Linked DNA regions of Mus musculus: region 1 is linked to region 2. The links are chromatin contacts, called in public Hi-C maps. All regions are on one chromosome and are shown on one strand. Each heading gives the region's core, a stretch centred on a gene start, on an enhancer-like site or on the middle of the called end of the contact. The rest is flanking DNA. Distances are from core to core; before and after follow the strand shown. Region 1 overlaps Ces1c (carboxylesterase 1C). Region 2 has its middle 33 kb from the start of Ces1a.

What was found. Hi-C and Micro-C count contacts between places; a contact is called where the count stands out from the background.
Region 1: a contact with region 2 is called in a Hi-C map of the N1E-115 cell line, with 22 times the contacts expected there. The contact joins two enhancer-like sites. A contact is called at or near these places in 2 of 39 promoter capture datasets (embryonic stem cells and hippocampal neurons), 6 of 15 datasets of contacts at CTCF or cohesin (CD8 T cells, the NIH/3T3 cell line, embryonic stem cells and 1 more), 176 of 484 Hi-C or Micro-C datasets (the AML12 cell line, the AtT-20 cell line, the BV-2 cell line and 81 more), 19 of 115 datasets of contacts at active chromatin or transcription factors (the NIH/3T3 cell line, PVALB interneurons, astrocytes and 7 more) and 1 of 9 other capture datasets (embryonic stem cells).

Annotation. Positions count from the first base shown.
Region 1 is chr8:93,094,616-93,101,724 of GRCm38.p6, forward strand. It overlaps Ces1c (carboxylesterase 1C), which reads right to left. Exons shown (of 13, transcript NM_007954.4): 12 at 6,039-6,111; 13 at 4,400-4,733. The coding sequence ends at 4,550. Among named protein-coding and RNA genes, the nearest start is that of Ces1b, 18 kb to the left of the region's middle. Within about 2 kb of position 1,511, at least 3 of the 459 cell types and tissues checked have an H3K27ac peak or open chromatin away from gene starts, as enhancers often do. A contact at or near this core is called in the N1E-115 cell line, where this site is marked.
Region 2 is chr8:93,011,486-93,018,716 of GRCm38.p6, forward strand. No RefSeq gene overlaps it. Among named protein-coding and RNA genes, the nearest start is that of Ces1a, 33 kb to the right of the region's middle. Within about 2 kb of position 3,121, at least 7 of the 459 cell types and tissues checked have an H3K27ac peak or open chromatin away from gene starts, as enhancers often do. A contact at or near this core is called in the N1E-115 cell line, where this site is marked.

The DNA.
Region 1 (7,109 bases), core at 261-2,760, 82 kb after region 2:
CCATCCCTTAACTATCCCAGCAAAATCTTTCAACCAGTATACAATTATAATGTACACTCATAACCAAGCAACTTGTTGTAGATTAACAAAGCTCTCCTCCTACTGATGCCAGACAATGCCATCTTTTGCTACATATGTGACTGGAGCCATGGGTCCCACCATGTGTACTCTTAGGTTGGTGGTTTGGTCCCTGGGAACTCTGGGGAGTCTGGTTGGTTGATATTGTTGTTCTTCCTATGGAGTGGCAAACTCCTTCAGCTCCTTTAGTCCTTCCTCTAACTCTTCCATTGGGAACCCCGTGCTAAGTCCAATGTTTGACTGCTAGCATCCACCTCTGTATTTGTCAGGCTCTAGCAGAGCTTCTAAGGAGCTGGTATATCAGGTTCTTGTCAGCAAGCACTTTTTGGCATCCTCAATAGTGTCTGGAATTGGTGTCTGTATATGGGATGGATTCCCAGGTGGGGCAGTCTCTGGATGGCTGTTCCTTCAGTGTCTCCTCCACACTTTGGGAACAAACGTTTCTATGCTAAGTCCATTTGATCTCTCCACAGTATTCATCATTTATCAGACATTTGCCAAAATGTAGTTTTCTCCATAGTAAAATAAAATGCAAAGATTTGAAATTAGAAACTTGTGGATCTTCAGTCTCAGATGCTTGTGAAGCACATATTCTACATATTCTGGAGAAAACAGCCAACCCATTTGATGATACTGGTTTCTAATATTTGTTTTGAGTCAGGGTTTCAGGCATGGCTGGCCTTGAACTTCTGATTCTCCCATCTCTGCATCCTAGGTGCTGAGATGACAAACATGTACCACCACACTGAGGTTTTGCTTCTAATGTGTCTTTGTGTTAAGGCTTCTAGTCTTGTCTGGATCTATACCATCTCAGCCATATACCAGCAGCCTCTTTGGTGCTGTGAAGGAAACCATGTTCTTTTATTCCTATGCTGCCCTCTGCTGGACACTGGGAAATACTCAGGTCAATAAGACTGGTGTTGGCTCTGGTTGCTGTCATGGAACAAGAGAAAAGGATCAATGCTGGTTGTTGGTAGGGCAAGCTTTCTCAGAAAAAAATAAAATAAAATTCTACTGTGGTGGAAAATAGAACAAGTTGCTGCTTGATAAGCTGAGGAAGCCTGTTAGGGACATATGCTTGCAGGATTTAGGAGTGGTTGAAAGAGCCTGGCCTTGGAAACACCCTATTTTGTGAAAATGTGGGGATGCCCTAATCAACATTGAAAGATGAAGGTATCATGTTAAAAGTTGTTAGTTAAAGTGCATATTCAGTGTCAAGGACATTAACAAAATGATTTGGAGAACTTTTTAGAAAATTAGGCTGTATGTACACTACTCTGCTCATACAGTGATCTTCTACAAGAAGTTTGGATCAGATTGTCAAAGTAAATAGATGTCCAGGTGCCATTCATGTACATACATAACTCACCCTCTTCTGTTCTAGGGATCTCTGACCATGCTATACCACCTCCCATTTGTCCCATGGACTGCCTTATTCTTCCGTTGCTCCACACTGCCAGTGGTTGACCTCTGGCCTCTCTTCTCTCTCCCTTCCATGTCAATCCTGAGAACTTCTGAAAATCACAACAACACTCAACTTTATCTTGGGATGTGTCTGTGTGTGTGTTTATGGGGGAGGTAACAAACATGTCATGCAAAGCCTGTATGATTATGGTTATGTGTACCCACACTGAAGACTTTCATGTTTTATTGGAGAATGGACCCTATTTTTACCCTGTAATGCTGTTTCTTGCAGTATCTGTTAACATGATATTCACATAGCCACCACATGTTCTTTCAGTATCTGTTTGGTATACTTGTCTCCTGCCTTTGGATTATCTCTCTCTCTTTTCCACTGTGTGTGTCTCTACTGGGAATGTATACTAACCACACCTCCCCTCCCTTAAAGAAATTGCACAGTCTTCTTACATGCAGCGTGGCAGTCTTAGCCACAGTGTGGTGGACAGGACAAAACTTTCAATCAGAAAGGAAAGGCCAGTGGCTTAGGACTTTTGTTGTTGGGACTAAAGCCAGGGTGAGCTTGTGAGGCTTGGATCTTACACTGGCACCAGGACAGGAAGTGCCCAGGCTTTCTAATCAGCTTTTCCAGATATGGAGATAGAGGTCGCAAAGTGGAGTCAGGCACTGTGTTACTCAGCACATAATTGGGTTTGGGCTTTAAAATCCAGTCTCGAGACCATTGTTAACTAATATGTTTAAGGCTATTTTATTTAGCAAAGTTATTAACAAGGTGAATTCCATTCACTACTTTCCCAAACGTTCATTTATTTCTTCTGCCATTTTCCAAGTTAGCTTTCTTTGAAAGCGAGAATCATTTATCTCCAGCAATCAATTACTATGAAACCTCTTTTTAAAAAAATTTAATGCCTGGCACTGCAAAAAAAAAAAAAAACGTTTAGGAGTTGTGCTTGGTATGCAATATTCAAATCTTTCCATATTATACATTGCATTTTGAAGCAGAGTTGTATAAATTACAGGAAGCTGAAAAATTGCTCATTACTGTAACTTATTCTCTTCCATCTTTGTCCTTTTTTTCCAGGTCCTTCCACTCTGTTCACCTGACCCTCCCAGAGGGTCTCTTTCCATACTTTTACTTTCCACTACAAGTAGACTTCAGTTAGATGTTACCTTGCATCTGCTGATGAAATGGCAGGTTCTGGGATCTGTCTTTGTAGCTCTGATCTAGTCCTAACCTTAGTGAGACCTCGTGTCCCCAGTCTTGGAATTGGGATCCTCTCAGTAATCCTGCCTCTCTCAGGTACCAAAAGATCCCTAGTGCCTTCACCCAGGACTGGGTCTTGCACTCGACTTAGGGAAACATTAAAGCTCTGCTTGCCTGGCCTCAGTGGGTCTTCAAAAGAGCTCTGGGAAGAGAGGCTCCCATACTATTTTTGCAGAGGTAGTGGGGTTTTGTTTTTTCACATAAATAAGTTTGTGCATTATTGTGTATTTGGACCTTCAGAGACAGGTGCCATGGACTGGTCTCAGTCAGCCCCCCTCAATCTGCTGGAGAAATCAGGGTTCCGGACAGGTGGGCAGGAGTTGTTGAGAAACGACAAACAAATACAGACACAAGGGAGTGTGCTGTATTTGAACGTAATTTGTCAAATTGAGCACCAGAGTTTTAATACAGAAGAAAATAGGGAAGTTAGGTGACACATCAGCAAGGTACAATGAGGTTACCTGATGCTTAATAACTCTTACACAAAACAGAGAAATGCAAACACAAAGACTGGCAGGAACTGGGCAATAAAACATCTGAGACAAAGTCAGCTCTGTTTAAGGTTAGCTATATTCTTAGAAGCCAGGGTGAGATCTTTACACTCCGGGCCAAGGGCTTTCATGCCTAAGTCATGGTTCTAATTAGGGAGTTCTGCTCTAGCTAACCTTCTCAAGAATAATGCAATACTCTAAAACCACAGCCCAATCTACTTCCTAAACCATTGTAAATTCCTGTATATGGGAGCAACTTGGCTTTTATTCTAAGTGATAGTGTGTGTGTGGGGGGGGACTTTCTACTAATAAGTAATGTAGTTTGCCATACATAACTATAATAAGAATTCTAAACTTACTTTGCTAAGCTTGCCCTGAAATTTCTAACTCTATGTAGTAGATAGTAATGCCTGATTTCTTTCACTATCTCCCTTACAATATTAGAGGCAATTCTGAATGTCACTGAATAGGCAACATTCTTACTGAATTCCAAGCCCAGGATTGGAATACCTCAAGGACTTCATAGGGCATTGATGAAGGCCAGGAAGCAAAGTTCAAGTTTGCTTAGGTATGTGGCAAGTCATTGCTTGAAGGCACCTATAATAAAACAATACTGAAAGAAAGCACAGAGATCCATTTGCAAGGACAAAATTGGAGCATATGTGCTATTGGATGCCACAGTTCCAGGAGACTAAGTTTCCGTGAACTTTTTGCCTTGGGACTGTGTCCAGGCTTTTGGCCTGTCATGAGTGACACTACTGGAGTGGATGTAGCAGACAGGCTTTGTCCAGCTTTCCTATATGCTGTCATTCTTACTCATGAACACCTGGATAACATCAGTGGAGAAGTCTGTGATGAGTTCAAAGTCCTCTTTGGGTTTGTAATTCTCAGAAGATTTAGGCTCACACACTTGCCCAGAGTGGAGATTAGCATGGCAGTGTGACAATGTTGTCTATGTGGAGATGAATCATAAGGTAATAATCCTATCCTACCTTTCCTCCAATCAGCTATCTCCCCTCACATTCCAGTAACCATTACCCAGATCTTCACCTGAAAAGGTGTCTTTCTATGTCAGTAGCTCTCTTCATCCTCCCACCCCAACACCCATGAGGATGGATTCATTTTCAGCTCAAGACACAATCCCAGATTTGATTTCTAAAAGGAAATTTATTTTCAAATTGTGATACTGTACTATTGTGCAGTTTCCTCTGTAAGATCCATCTTTGGTGAATAGTCATCCTTTGTGGAATAGCTCCATTTTCGCTCCGCTGGTCCTGAGACTGGCAGAGCCTCCCATTCATTTGTGTTCTGTGTGTTCAGTAGGGTCTGTCTCAGGTGGATTCTTAGCCAGGAGCTCAGTCCAGAAAGCCACTTCCTCTGCTTTCAGTCTCTGGGCTTGCTGGGTAGTGGCTCCAATCTGTAGATACCCTTCCTGCTCATCATATTCTGGCCAGTGAGGCAGCCCCTCCCCATTAGGGTTCCTGGAAACAGAATCAAATAGATACCTCTCCTGGGCATATATCCAGAAGATGCCCCAACGGGTAAGAAGGACACATGCTCCACTATGTTCATAGCAGCCTTATTTATAATAGCCAGAAGCTGGAAAGAACCCAGATGCCCCTCAACAGAGGAATGGATACAGAAAATGTGGTACATCTACACAATGGAGTACTACTCAGCTATTAAAAAGAATGAATTTATGAAATTTCTAGCCAAATGGATGGACCTGGAGGGCATCATCCTGAGTGAGGTAACACATTCACAAAGGAACTCACACAATATGTACTCACTGATAAGTGTATATTAGCCCAAAACCTAGGATACCCAAGATATAAGATACAATTTCCTAAACACATGAAACTCAAGAAAAATGAAGACTGAAGTGTGGACACTATGCCCCTCCTTAGAAGTGGGAACAAAACACCCTGGGAAGGAGTTACAGAGACAAAGTTTGGAGCTGAGATGAAAGGATGGTCCATGTAGAGACTGCCATATCCAGGGATCCACCCCATAATCAGCATCCAAACGCTGACACCATTGCATACACTAGCAAGATTTTATGGAAAGGACCCAGATGTAGCTGTCTCTTGTGAGACTATGCCGGGGCCTAGCAAACACAGAAGTGGATGCTCACAGTCAGCTAATGGATGGATCACAGGGCTCCCAATGGAGGAGCTAGAGAAAGTACCCAAGGAGCTAAAGGGATCTGCAACCCTATAGGCGGAACAACATAATGAACTAACCAGTATCCCGGAGCTCTTGACTCTAGCTGCATATGTATCAAAAGATGGCCTAGTCAGCCATCACTGGAAAGAGAGGCCCATTGGACACTCAAACTTTATATGCCCCAGTACAGGGTAACGCCAGGGCCAAAAAGGGGGAGTGGGTGGGTAGGGGAGTGGGGGTGGGTGGGTATGGGGGACTTTTGGTATAGCATTGGAAATGTAAATGAGCTAAATACCTAATAAAAATGGAAAAAAAATAAAAAAATAAAATAAAATATTAAAAAGGAAAAAAAAATAATTCCTCAAGACTGCTCTGTGGCCCTCCATCCCTCTGAGGTCTGAATGGATCCCTGGCTTATCTCAGCAGTGAGGCTGACAACCTCCATAGAGAGCTTACATCTTTAGGAACGGCCCATCTGACTCTAGAAAAATCGCTATAGAGCAATAAGATTACACAGAATGGTCAGGGCTTTTATCACTCAGATTTCAGAAGTCATCTTTCTTAAAAGATATGCCCAGCCACACCCTTTCCACCCTTTTCATCTTTGCCACAAGCCTCACCCATTTCGAGCAAAGTTGGCCCAGAATTTCATCACCATCTTGCTGAGGTTGGTTTCCTCTTCTGAGGCACCCTCTGTGGGGAAGGGAAAAAATGTTTTGCTACGGGAAGTGTGAACCAGATGTAGTTACTTCTGGGAGGTTGTAAGAAAGGCAGAAAGAGATGCTCACTCCTTAATCATACAGTCAAATGCTCCAGTATGAGAAGAGCCTGACTAGTCACTCTGTACATTCGGGGGGGTCAAGGGGAGAGACAGATCAGTGATCCAGAAGTGGGAATGTGTGAATGCATCATGAATCTGCTCCTTTGTTCATCTGCCTTCCCCTCCTTCCTCAGGGTGAAAATGTCACATTCCAGCATGCTCTTTGTTTTGGAGCTTCTGGGTCTTTTCTGAGTTACTTACACACAGTATTGTTATCAATATACTATTAAAAAAAAGTCAGAACTACAAAGGACTAAGGAGTAGTATGCCCATAAGGAGCCATGTGCTGGGGTCATGAGCCTATGCAAATGCTGAGAGTTAAGACAATAAATACATCTGTGAGAGGATTTCCTTAAATAGCACAATATTGGGCTTGAGAGATGACTGACAGGGTCAAGGCACTTGCCACACTTACACCATTAGCATCTGAGCTGTACTACTGGGACTCATTGTAGAAGGTAAGGAAGTATTAAGTTGTTCTCTAATCTCCACAACATTGTTGTGCACATAGCTACATAGACAAAATACAGAAATACACATATAATATACGCACATACACACACCAATACACATCATATGATATACAAATACATACACACATATACTCACACATCTACATACACACATATACACATTTACACACACACACACACACAGAGAAACACACACACATACACATAAACATAAAAAATTAATATTGTTTTATTAACTATATCAGAGATCTCCTGAGAAGATATAAGCCAATTTCCCTAGGATATGGAAATAGAATAGACAGTAAAGGAAAGGTGAGGTTGAGGAGGATGGTGGGAATAGGAGGATCAAGTGAAGAGAGGGAAGTAAGAGGAGGCTAAGGAAGGGAATGTGGGGAGAG
Region 2 (7,231 bases), core at 1,871-4,370:
CTGCAGAAGCCGATTAAGGTAAGAAAGCATCCTGAAGATCTCTGTGTTTATGTCAGCACTGTCATAATGACATGAACGGGAAAGGAACACTGGTCTCATGTAGCCCAGGGTCCTTCCCAGGATGCTAGTGCCGCTATCTGATAACTGGCCACCAGAGGGCGGCAAAGCGCTATCAGTTGACTGCTTACATTGGCAATGGTCAGAACAGGGCGCGGGTGTGCATATTTACAAGGTAAGAATGCTTTGCTCTCATGGAAACCTCTAGATTCATATCCAAGATCTATTCCCAAGGATGACTCTGTGGTTTCGAGACCTCTATTGTCACAGAGTTGTGCTTTTACAAAGCCTCCACCGTTGTTTTAATACCATGTGATTACTGTCTTAAAATGCATACTTTCAAAGAAAATAATAATAATAATAATAATAATAATAATAATAATAATAATAATAATAATGTTTCAACATCATTAATTGCATGTACCTGGTCCTGTCACTCACTAGGAAACTTTCCTTGGGCCTTGTGTTGCCTTTCACGGGAAGTGGGTAACTACTCCTTTCTCAGCTTTACTCTGAGAGCTAATGTGACTTTATTAATGTGAATTTGAATTAATGTGAAGTTGAATTAATGTGAATTTGAATTGATGTGAACTTGATTTTTAGCACATTAAAAAATTCATGACATTTACTTCCCATTATTACTAGAGGATTCAAAGCAGTAACAGAAGACCGTTAGAGGGTCCGTCTGGCTAGGCATCTCCAATCGACCCCTTTAGTCCAAGCTAAGAACTTGCTAGGAGGTGATGGGGAGCTATGACCTTGACATCTAGACCAAGATACGGTCTAACCGAAAACCCCCTGGATGTAACTGGCTTACCTTTATTCTTGTTCATTATGCTGTCACAAAGAGGAACGAGAACCAGCCCATGACCACAAGGGGGAGCGGCCATGATCACCACCAGGCATTACAAACACTGGCCCATCCATGCCTGCATTTCTGCTATGCAGTAGCTGCACTCCTTCCTCCTGAGGGATGATCAGCCTAACAACCCTAACTGTCCCCACCTCACACCAGTCAGAATGGCTAAGATCAAAAATTCAGGTGACAGCAGATGCTGGCGAGGATGTGAAGAAAGAGGAACACTCCTCCATTGTTGGTGGGATTGCAAGCTTGTACAACCACTCTGGAAATCAGTCTGGCGGTTCCTCAGAAAATTGGACATAGTACTACCAGAGGATCCTGCAATACCTCTCCTGGGCATATATCCAGAAGATGTCCCAACCGATAAGAAGGACACATGCTCCACTATGTTCATAGCAGCCTTATTTATAATAGCCAGAAGCTGGAAAGAACCCAGATGCCCCTCAACAGAGGAATGGATACAGAAAATGTGGTACATTTACACAATGGAGTACTACTCAGCTATTAAAAAGAATGAAGTTATGAAATTCCTATTCAAATGGATGGACCTGGAAGGCATCATCCTGAGAGAGGTAACCCAATCACAAAAGAACTCACATGATATGTACTCACTGATAAGTGGATATTAGCCCACAAACTTAGGATACCCAAGATATAAGATACAATTTGCTAAACACATGAAACTCAGGAAGAACGAAGACCAAAGTGTGGACACTTTGCTCATTCTTAGAATTGGGAACAAAACACCCATTGAAGGAGTTACAGAGACAAAGTTTGGAGCTGAGATGAAAGGATGGACCATCTAGAGACTGCCATATCCGGGGGGATCCAGCCCATAATCAGCTTCCAAACGCTGACACCATTGCACACACTAGCAAGATTTTGCTGAAAGGACCCAGATATAGCTGTCTCTTGTGAGACTATGCCGGGGCCTAGCAAACACATAAGTGGATGCTCACAGTCAGCTATTGGATGGATCACAGGGTCCCCAATGGAGGAGCTAGAGAAAGTATCCAAGGAGCTAAAGGGATCTGCAACCCTATAGGTGGAACAACATTATGAACTAACCAGTACCCCGCAGCTCTTGATTCTAGCTGCATATGTATCAAAAGATGACCTCGTCGGCCATCACTGGAAAGAGAGGCCCATTGGACTTGCAAACTTTATGTGCCCCAGTACAGGGGAATGCCAGAGCCAAAAAGTGGCAGTGGATGGGTAGGGGAGTGTGGGGGGGGAGGGTATGGGGGACTTTTGGGATAGCATTGGAAATGTAAATGAGGAAAATACCTAATAAAAATATTTTAAAAAAGAATCCGGTGATGGAGAGGGGACATTTTTGATTTTCTGCTCAACTTCATGTTCATGGTTCCTGCTCACCAGGATGCTTCTCTCTGTAGGCACCTGGGATGAACATCTGTAATGTCTCATGGGTTAGTGCACAGGGCTACCTGTGAGCAGGACTAGAGGTTGGAGTATAAATGTCCCTCCTCTGAACTCCGCTGAAGGAATAACACTGGGTCTCTTTTTGTGCTACTTCCTATTGGTCCCCAGTGGGACTGACTCGGTTTCCAGTAAGAAGCCCCTACCCACCCCTGCATGAGCTGATTTCCAGCACTGTTTCTTTCCCACTCCTTCCCCAGTTCTTTTGCAACTATTGCCCCATTCACCCCGAAATGACTGCACTCAGGACTTACTCCTGGGGGAAAACAAACCCCCAAACATTAAGCTGGGCCTCTGAGATGCTATTAGCTGTTGTAGATACATTGGGATTGTAATTGTAGTAGCTTCTTGGTGAGTTGACGTGCTGATACCTGTCCCCCTTCCTTTGTAAAACTGATTCAAGGAATATTAATATAACTGCTCAATCTGCCTTTTAATCTTTCTTCCTACTGTAAATATAAGTATAAAAATAAATGTGTATACACACACACACACACACACACACACACACACACACACACACACACACTGTAGAGAGGTTTTGTTTTGTTTTTTACATGCTCAGTTGAGGCGCAAGGAAGGCCTGTCAATCATCACCTCTAACAAGGTCTGAAAGGAAAGTCTTAGTTAAGACTTTGTGGTTGGGACTGGGACTGGTGTGAGCTTGTGAGGCTTAGATCTTACCCTGGCACCAGGACAGGAAGTGCCCAGGCTTTCTAATCAGCTTCTCCAGATAAGGAGCCAGAGAGGAAGATGACCGGCCAGGCTAAAAGCCAGCGGCAGTCAAAGGTCACAAAGTAGAGGCACACTGTGTATTCTGTAAGGTGGAGTTGCGTCTTGCTTTTTAAATCTAGTCTCACAAATCTCTTGATGACTGTGATCAGGCATTCTAATTTCATGCAATCACTGCTATGAGTGGATTAAGATCTCTCTGAATCTTTTTCTCCTTGTTGCTGTTCTGTTTTTCCTGTTTGGCTATTTGCTTTTGGATTGAGAGGTTTTGATTCATTTCATCTCCACTATTGAACTTTTCTTTATACCTCTTTAAGGAGGCTTTAGTGCTAATTATGGGTATACAGCACTCTGGTGGGTTTTACTTTCAGATAATACAATATTATTAGCACCTAAGGGAAGAAGACTTTTTTTCCAGGTAATCGTTTTGGATGAATATTGTGTACACCAAGGGCACTCCTGACTGCTACCTGCATGACTGGGACAGAGGAGACGCCAATGTCTTTCTGTCCACCATGATAATCTTTCAAATATCCGTCCATGACCTTGAAGGAAACATGCTTCAAAATGCACCCACCATTTTTCCTTCTTGAAGCTCCTTTAAACTGAGCATGCTCAGCAATGTGCTTCTTAATTGAGCATGCTCAGTAATGTGCTTCTAATTGAGCATGCTCAGTAATGTGCTTCTAATTGAGCGTACATAATAGTGTGCTTCTTAGTTGAGCATGCTCAGTGATGTGCTTTTCAACTGAATACGTTAAGCAATGTACTTCTTAATTGAGCATGCTCTAAAGTGATTCCTATGTAACTATGTGTGGAGTCCCTGAATAAAGTGCTCACTTTTCCTTTGTTCTGGGAGGACACTGCTTTGGAAATGACTCCCAAGCTCTCCTTGCCTACTGAAGATGACAAACCTTTCTCATCTTTGAGTTCTAGACTAGGCATAGCTTGGCATTGCACTCAGCACATGGACACCCATGGCATTCAAATCTAGTGCCAACTGCACCAAGCATAAGAACCTCATAATAATAATTTATTCCCCTAACTCCCATTGCTATTGTGTTTTCCCTGTGTTGTAGACATTTTTAATCCCAATAGGAGATTTCTACCCTGCCTTGATCATTCAGTTTCCAGATAAAAGGCACACAACCTTTATGCTTACAATAAACCTTAAACAGCACAAGTGCTGGGCAGACATCTACCCTCTATTCTACTACAGTCTATTTCCTATCCACAACCCTGAGTTCTTTCTTACTATGTTTCATTTGAGCTGCTCTTAACTCCAATTGGCTGGCCCCCAGGGCCACATTTTCATGACTCACATAACTCATGGTGGTTTCTCCTTCCTCCTTCTCCTTCTTTTTCCTCCTGGTTCTCCTTCAACCCCAAGCCCAGGAATTCTAAACCCCATCTATGTCTTTTCTGCCCAGTTATTGGCAGTAAGTAACTTTATTTACTAATGAGAAATAACTTGGAGGCAAGGTCATTTGGGTCTATGTGCTGACTCCAGGTCTTGGGGGTCCACACTTAGCATTATAATACAGAGCAAGACCAAACCTTAACATCTCTGCATGCATGTATGTGTACCACATGCATGGCTGGTGCTCATGGTGGTAGAAGAAGTTGGATCTCCTGGAACCAGCATTCTAAACAGTTGTGAACTTCCTTCCATGTGGGTGCAAAGAATTAAACCTGTCCCTCTGCAAGAGCAGCCAGTGCTCTTAACTTCTGATTCAACTTCCTAGGTCCTTTTGTCATATGTTTTGATATGATGTACTCCTTAAGCCCACAGTTCACTGGTATTGTTTTTTCCCCCCCTTTGGATAATCAATGAACTAAATTAAAGGAAAACATTGCATTTACTTTTCTTTAAAAGTTTTTTCTCTTGTTGTTGTTTGTCCCAGAAGTTGAAAGTAAGACCCTATCGCTGAGGACACCACACATGCTGGACATAAGACTTTGGAGTACTGAGTTAGATCTGACCCTGCCTAGTATCACCCTAACTCTCAGAGTACTGAAGGAGCTGTGCAGGCTGCCAAGGGAGAAAACTGATCAATACTCCTGCACAGCTGAAAGTCTGTGAACCACAACAATAACTGGTCCAGTGAGATCTCCCCCCAAAACGCAATAGTAACACTTACATCTTGGGAAGCAACCAACAACATTCTAATTGGATTTATGGCCCACTCAATAGGAGAGAAATCGTGTCTGGTTCTGCAAATGTAGCCAACTACCAGTGGCTAAAGAGGGCATGGACCCTGGAGAAGAACCCACTATTGCTATTTTCTCACTAATATATTTTCTAACTGTACTTTAAATATGTATCCTTATATCTACAGACAAGTAGAAGTTTCTCAAAGAAACTTCTTTTCTACACAGACCCATAAATAGTCAAGATGCAGACAATAAATGATTGTGGGGTGCCAGACACAACTAACTGTTGTGAAGTCAGGTGACATCACAGAAGAAAGGCCAGAAATTGTAGGAGTCAGAGGACCAGGGCAGTTTCTGCTAGGTAGTGTATTCTAGACACGACAGGGAAGCTAAATTCATGAAATCTCAATAATATGCTCATTTAAACAAGACCTGCACAGTGACAACAGCAGTTGACATGCCAAGGTGGATCTTATAGTTCCCATCCCCTAGAAGAAGAGCTACAGGTGAGCAATTGTTGGAGAGACAGAGAGAAAGAGACAGACAGACAGAGAGAGAGAGAGAGAGAAAGAGAGAGAGAGAGAATTAGTTTTCTACAGGGAGAAGGCCCCCAATGGGTTACCTAATATCTAATGATAGTCCCTAAACACAGGCATATAAGAACAACATTAAAAGAGCATAGTAGGTTTTAAGCTATAATTAGAAATATTAATATATACATACATGGTGTCTTAGTTAGGGTTTTTGTTGCTGTGATGAAACACCATGACCAAAAGCAAGTTGTGGAGGAAAGAGTTAATTTTGCTTATGCAGCACAATTCCTCATCAAAGGAAGTCAGGACAGAGGCTCAGACAGGGCAAGAACCTGGAAGCAGGAACTGAAGTGGAAGGTGGCCATGGAGGAGTGCTGCTTACTGACTTGCTCCTTATGGCTTATTCAAGCCATAGACTTTCTTAAAGAATCCAGACCAGGGATGCATAGCACCAACCACGATAGGCGGGCCTCTCCTCTGTCAATCAATGCGTTACAGGTCTGTCTATAGCCTGATGTTAGGGGGTCATTCTCTTCACTGAGGTTCTCTCCTTCAAGTGATTCAAGCCTATTGACACAAAGCAAGTCAGTGCACATATATGTAACAATAGTAAATAAAGAAGAAGACAAAGTGATGACTTTGAGAAGGAGGGGGCATGGGAGGAGATAGAGGGAAACGGGAGTACAATGGAAATGATGCAAATACGTTATTGATGTATAAATTTTTTAAAAATTAAATAAAAATGAGAAATTTCCCATAATCCCTTCTTTGATACTCTGCCTATACTCTTCCTTTCCCAGGGCTGCTTTCAATATCGCTTGTCCATATAAGCTTTCCATTTGATCCTTTGACTCCTCCCACCCATAGTTCTCATAGTGGTAAGGTTCACTCTGCATTTGCCTCTGCTGTTTAATTTGTCTCTTGTTAGTGGTTCTTTCTTGCTTTTCTGAGTTCTCAGCATTGCATTAACTGTTTTGCATCATGAGGAGGACTGTGGAAACAGGATGGAACTGTATGAGTGGAAACAGACATGCCTTCCTTGGGGGAGCACAGAAGTCCTGGGCACTCACAACAGCACTGGAGAAACCAGGTATGTTAACCACACAGGGCTGTCTTTTCAAAGGAAAAGAATGTAGAACCCATTTCTGCTGAAAAGGCTGGGAATGGAGGTGGCTAATAGCCTAGGTAATCCCGGCCCTCTCTGTAAGATTCCCCAAGCTCCCCCAAAACCAGGACCAGAGGTGGCTAACAGTCTAGGTGACCTTTGAGCTATCTGTATGGCCAAAGACTCCTCCAAGCTCCTATAGGCAGGACCGGAGATGCCTAGTAGTCCAGATGACCTATGAGTTATGTGTAGGGTCAGGCCACATCTTGCTTCCCCGGGCTCTCACAAACAGGACCAGAGGTGGTTAATAGCCTAGGTGACATCTATGCTATGTGCATGACTAAGACC